Linked DNA regions of Capsicum annuum: region 1 is linked to region 2. The links are chromatin contacts, called in public Hi-C maps. All regions are on one chromosome and are shown on one strand. Each heading gives the region's core, a stretch centred on a gene start, on an enhancer-like site or on the middle of the called end of the contact. The rest is flanking DNA. Distances are from core to core; before and after follow the strand shown.

Region 1 (3,183 bases), core at 57-2,556, 360 kb after region 2:
AACTAATCTGGGATTAATTTTAGGATGAGTTTATCCCATGTTTGGTTAGGACAAAATTGTGGAATTAGTTATCCCGAAATCATAGTGTTACTTTTTGTCACATTGGGATGGGATACAGACCCGAGATAACTAATCACAGAATAACTAATTCCAATATAAATAATCTCGGAATAACTTGTTCCGAACCAAATGATACAACTTTCACAAATTCAATGTGCTTGTGCATACACTTTCTTTTTTAAATCAAAAGTTGGCATTGGGCCTCTTATTAATACACACACACATATATACAATCCACAGCAGGTGCGCGCACAGACACACACACACAAAAAAAAGAAGAAAAAAAAACTCAACAGGTTTTGAAAAGATCTTTCATGGAAATATGCTAATCAATTTTTAAAACCTTGATTTAATGTTTTCTCTACCAAAAGAAATTTTAAATCAGTAATAATAATAAATAAACCAAATTTTAACATCTAAAACTCTGCCCAGCCATATATACGCAGGCGAAAATCTGGCAAAGTATCAAAACAACTTCTCATAAACAAACAACCATCTACATTAATCTTTTTTACTCCTACTTAACTAAATATTTTTTTTCTTAATTCACAACAACTCGGATTTTGCTTATATGTACCAAAAAATACATGTTCCAACCCTCCTAAATTCCATTAATCGCAAAATTAAACATAAATTAATTCCTAGAAAACACTAAAAAAAAAAAAATCAAAATCAGGTCACATCAAGTCCGGAATAAAGCAAATAGCCCGGAATAAAAGCAAAACGAAACAGATTAATTTAAAAAATTAAAAAAAAAAAAAATTTAAAAAAAAAAAAAAAAAATAAACAAAAGGGGATTCTTACCACGATAACAGATGCCCTTCATTGATTAAAAAAAACTATCGAAGCAAAGAAGATTAGTGAAAAAAGTTTTTTCTTTTTTTTTTTGTTCAATTCTTTTGAGAAATTCAACTACTACTACTTATTTGTTTTTATACAATTGTTTTGGGAAATTCTACTAGTAATACAAAATTAATTACTACCGGATTTCAAAAATCTGATTATGCTATGTAGAGTTTGAATAGTTGAGTTTTGTAAGTTAGCTTAGGCGGAAAGAAAGGGAGTGAGCAAAAAGACAAACGGCACACTGGAAAATTTAAAAAAAATAAAAAACTACTAACCCTTTTTATATCTGTGTACTACTATGGGGTTTGCGGTAACCGTCATGATAACAACGGGTGTAAATGGCTTAGGGAAGGAAAAAACAATTAACCGCTTGCATAGAATGTATCGAATCGGTTTTTAGGTGTTTTTTCCATTAAATTTTGATAATTTTTTTATATAAATTTATAATTGTATTAAATAATTAGGTAGGAATTTTATTTTGATAGAAATTAATCGAAAAGAATATCGACCTATACTGAATAATAGATGTGTAAGTTATATTTTATATATACTATTTATTAATTTTTATAAAAATATAATAATATATAAGCATGTTGTTTAACTTGGTCTCGGTTGATATTCATATTCTTCAACTTAGGGTGTGAATAAGTAGACATTTAAAATTGTATACACATTTTATATGATATCTACTAGGCATCTACGTGACAATCTCAAGCGAATTGCCATATTGAATATGTATATGTACTTTTGAAATTTTATTAAGTGTTTATTTGTTCACACTCAAAATTGAAAGATATAAATATCAATTGAGATCAAATTTAAAAAGAAAACATGTATGTATTGTGGCTTATAAAGATAACAAAATACTAAAGTTTTGTTTTAGACCACGTTTATGTAAGTGATTACCATCATAATTAACATGCAATCCTAACACTGAAATTTATTATACTACTTTAACCAAAACAAATTAGTTTTGGCATGTCGACTCTTGAATAGTAATTATTAAGCTATAAGATGTTTCAAAGATCTTAGATAACATGATACAAATTATTAAATACCCTATATTTTTTTATGATTTAAATTTCTCATATTGAATAGAGTTAGAAATCTAAGTGATAGATGAAATGTGAAAATGACTCAAATAGAAGACAGAATTAAAGTTGAACAAAACTAGGTACAACAAACTAATTTTGTGCGCCATACTTGGCAGTAAATTAACCAACAGTACTTGACAGTAAAATTAACCAACACATAAATTTCTCATGATAGTTTAGATTTATAGGTTAATTGTGTTATTCATTTATTTTTCGTCGATCATAAGATTGATTCGTCGATCTTATTTATTGATTATTTAGATCAATAAAGAGCTACAATAATAATTATCATAAAAGAACATATAATATAATACAACACATGCATTAAACTATACAAAATAATTACAACAAAATCAACTACATATCTAAGTCATTTGTTCCACAATGCAGCCCCCCAGAACACCTTTCAACCTAAGCCTCATATGATCCCCGCCTTGACCCTTGCCATCATCTTCCACAACGAGAAAAAGGCTTGTTAGGAACCAATGGTCTCTGGAGATATATTTATAGGGATGAAATTATTTTTTAGTCCCAAATAAATCTGTGCACAAATCGATTTAAATTGAATTTTGCTATCGAATTTAAATTTCAAATTTTAATTTAGTAAAATTCTTATCCTAATTTGATTCATTCTAGATTCAATTCGATTCATCTTTTATTATTTCGATTTGATTAATCGAATCGATTTATTCAAATTTAAAATTTTAATAATCAACTATTTTCATTTCAGTTTTAGAGCAAACATAATAATTAAAGTACTCTAAATATGGAGTTTGAGCTACTGTGAGTCTGCATTAGTTTTTAAATTTATTATTGAAGTAGTAAAAGTCTCATATTGGTTGGAGAATAGACTGACAATTGGACAATCCTCCTCTCATGAACTAGCTTTCGGGATTGAATTAGACACGCCACTAATTTCTAATGCATATTTTTATTTTATAAAAGAAAAAGCAAAAGGACCTGGTCTCTAAATACTAAAATTTCAGCATATCACTCTAAAATATTTTAACAAATTAAAGGGCGCGAATCCATACTAGCCTAGAGAAATTTTATCTTTGTAACCGGTAAAATTTTTAAATTTCATCCAAATCTCTCAAAATTGCAAGGTTTGAGCCTCACAAATTGCAAGGTATGTGTCTCTCCACTACATTACTCAGCTAAGGTACTATTACATTTTAATGTC
Region 2 (3,121 bases), core at 263-2,762:
TTTAATATTTCGTATGAAACCAGTTTTACTTATTGCATTCACCCCACTTACTTAGTACATTCCAGAAGTTCTGATCCACTTATACGTCTATGGGGCTACATTGTTTCATAATATAGGTACCAGCTGTAGCCCACACATCATGATCATATAGTTGCAGTTTCCAGCTAGTAGGTGATTAGTTTTCTATTTCGGGGACTCCAGTTAGATGTTGTTCATGTACCTTATTTTCATTATTCATATGTATTGATTAGTAGTAGCTGGAGGCATGTCCCAGCTATCTATAGTCAGTATAGTAGAGACTTCATATATGTCAGTCAGCGTCAGTTATATAATTTCTGTTCTCTCTTCAGTACTATCAGATTGTAACCTTTATTAGTATTGTATTTATCCAAATTGCGTCATAATTATATTTTTGCACAGCAAAACCAGCTATTTAATTTATTATAATTCAGTTGCTTAACAGTATGCCAGTTCATAAATTAGCTTGGGATCGCTTGTGGTTTCAAGCACCGTGTTACGACTAGGGGTAGCCTCGGGTCGAGACAACCATAAAGTTATTGATACACCAACTTCTGTTTTAGACACCATAACATTTTTGATACACCAATTTCTATATAGTTCAGATACCATAAGATTGTTGGATACACCAATTTCTATATGGAGACACCATAAAATTATTATACACAATCTCTATATAGTTCAGACACAATAAAATTATTGATACGCTATTTTCTATAGACATTATAAAACTGCTGATACACTAATTTCTATACAATTCAGACATATAAACCTGTTGGTACACCAATTTCTATACATCATAAAATTATTGATACACCAATTTCTATATAATTCATACATCATAAAATTATTGATACACAAATTCCTATATAATTCATATACCATTAAATTAGTAATGCACCAATTTTTATATAATTTATACATCATAAAATTGTTGATACACTAATTTCTCAAAAATTGTTCAAATGAGCTACGACTTCAAATCTTGGCTGAATTTTTTAAATTTCTTGATCGATAAATTCTTGAATTTTTGCAAAAATTCCTACTTTGCGTGATATTTTTGAGCCAACTTTGAGTTTCCGGAACTGAGAATTGACAATATTAGAATTTCGATTTCATAAAATGGTGAACGAAAGAAGAAAGAGAAAATGATTTTCAATTTTGAAATTGAGAAGAATTAGGTACTGAAATGTGTGTAAACATAGCAATATTTCATTCCAGCACATTCCGCAATGAAAGCCTAAAGATTGGGGAAAAAAAAGCATTTTAGTTGTAGTTTTGGTTTTTACTTGAAAACAAATTTGTAAATAAAAAATAGATTTTATAAATAAAAAATAAATTTTATAAATAAAAAATAGTATATTTATGTTTTGTAATATTTGTAAGGCCATTATCATGAAAATAATTTAATCAGTGTCGTTTCTGTTTTTTTGTTTTTTTTTTAATTTCAATTTGGGTATCTTATGAGTTTAACTTGGGCTGCGCTCTAGTATCATTTCGGCCCATGTGATGGGGAAAAGTTGATTTGGCCCATTTATTTCTCAAGTGATGGAAATTGGAAGCACAAACAAATGATATCGATTAAGATTGATTATAACGATCTTCATGCTCTGATCGAAAGTGTTTAACGCCACGTATATTAAATTTTCAAGGTAATTTCTCTAATAATTGTAATCTGAATTTATTATATATATATATATATATATATATATATAACGGTATCAAATTGCTTTTCATGGAACTCAATTAATACCTAAGCAAGTAAAAGTGACAAGATACACCTAGTATTTTTTTTATCTCGGTTCTCAATTTGATTGACCACTAGGCACCCTTGGCTACTAGTATATGTTGTTATTGTTGAATTTTTTTTGAGTGCGAAAAGTTTTTGTCACAAAAAAAAAAGTTGTAATGCTGATGCACAGTGTTTATGTAATTACCTTAGCTTTAATATCCGATATTTATCGCCTGATATGTTGGATCATATAGTAGAAATCATTTTATGTGTGTCTGTGTGAATAAATCTGTTGCACAGATGAACATTTTTACGGTTATGGAATTGTAATTTTTTGGATACACTGTTGACATGGTGAATATTTTAGATGTTATTTTCGAAACACTAGTTTTTTTTTAATTGAACATGGTAGACATCTAGTTGCTTGCTTCAAATTCAACTAATTGAACTAGGCTTATAATCAAATTTAGAGTAAGGTGAGTTTATTGTTTCCATGATAAGTTCAGCCTATGAAGTTGTTCAAATTTTTTGTAAGGAATGATAATTGGCAGGTGTGGAGGTCACGGATTACAGCAAAATGTTAGTCGGTAGTTGAGTGTTGTTTTGCTTTACGACAGGTTTAGGCTTGGTGGTGTCTGTCGTAGTATTAGCCTTATTCTTGTAGTGTCTTGCTTTTGATTTCTATCATCATCTGTTGTTTATGTTGTTTCAGTTATTGCAAGAGTTTGTTGTTGTTAAATGTTTTCTTGTTGGATGCTGTGTTTCTTCACTGTCATTTCCCTTTTTCATACCTTCTTTGATTTTCTTTACTCGAGCCGAGAGTCCTATAGAAACAGCCTCTCTACCTCCACAAGGTAGGGGTAAGGTTTGGGTACATTCTATCCTACCCAGACCCCGCTTGTGGGATTTCATTGGGTATGTTGTTGTTGTTGTTGATATTTGGCGGATGTTGCCCCTGGTTTTTAGGTGGGATACTTTGCTTCTCTCTGCATCCATGCATATACATGAAACTGGTGTTTCCTCTTCTCTAAGTTGATATCCACTGAATTGGAATGTGTAAGTTGATATCCACTAAATTGGAATGTGTATGAAATTGGGGATTTCCTCTATGCTAGAGCGAAGATTATGCCATGAGGAAAATATGCCACCTTTTGGGAGGCCAAGAATTCAGTTTTTGATGCTAATTAGTTGTTAAGCAGGCTAGTGCATGGTTCTCTCTCTCTTTAATTTTTTAATTTAATTACCTAGGGTATTAGGGAAGGGGAATAGGAATGAGGGACGACGAGAATTCAACACAAACTTATATAGTATGGGACACTCCTGGTGCCACTAAACTACAAGCCTTGGTCACTTGCATTGTCAGATCATTGA

The links. A called contact is a pair of places that touch in the nucleus more often than the background predicts.
Region 1: a Hi-C map of leaf shows a contact between it and region 2, with 2.1 times the contacts expected there. The contact joins the promoter of LOC107872865 here to the promoter of LOC107872871 in region 2. A contact is called at or near these places in 2 of 5 Hi-C or Micro-C datasets (leaf and placenta).

What each region holds. Positions count from the first base shown.
Region 1 is chr6:187,116,743-187,119,925 of UCD10Xv1.1, forward strand. LOC107872865 (inactive poly [ADP-ribose] polymerase RCD1) reads right to left here and starts at 1,307. Exons shown (of 8, transcript XM_047415000.1): 1 at 1,182-1,307.
Region 2 is chr6:186,752,064-186,755,184 of UCD10Xv1.1, forward strand. It overlaps LOC107872871 (dolichol-phosphate mannose synthase subunit 2), which reads left to right and starts at 1,513. Exons shown (of 3, transcript XM_016719520.2): 1 at 1,513-1,670.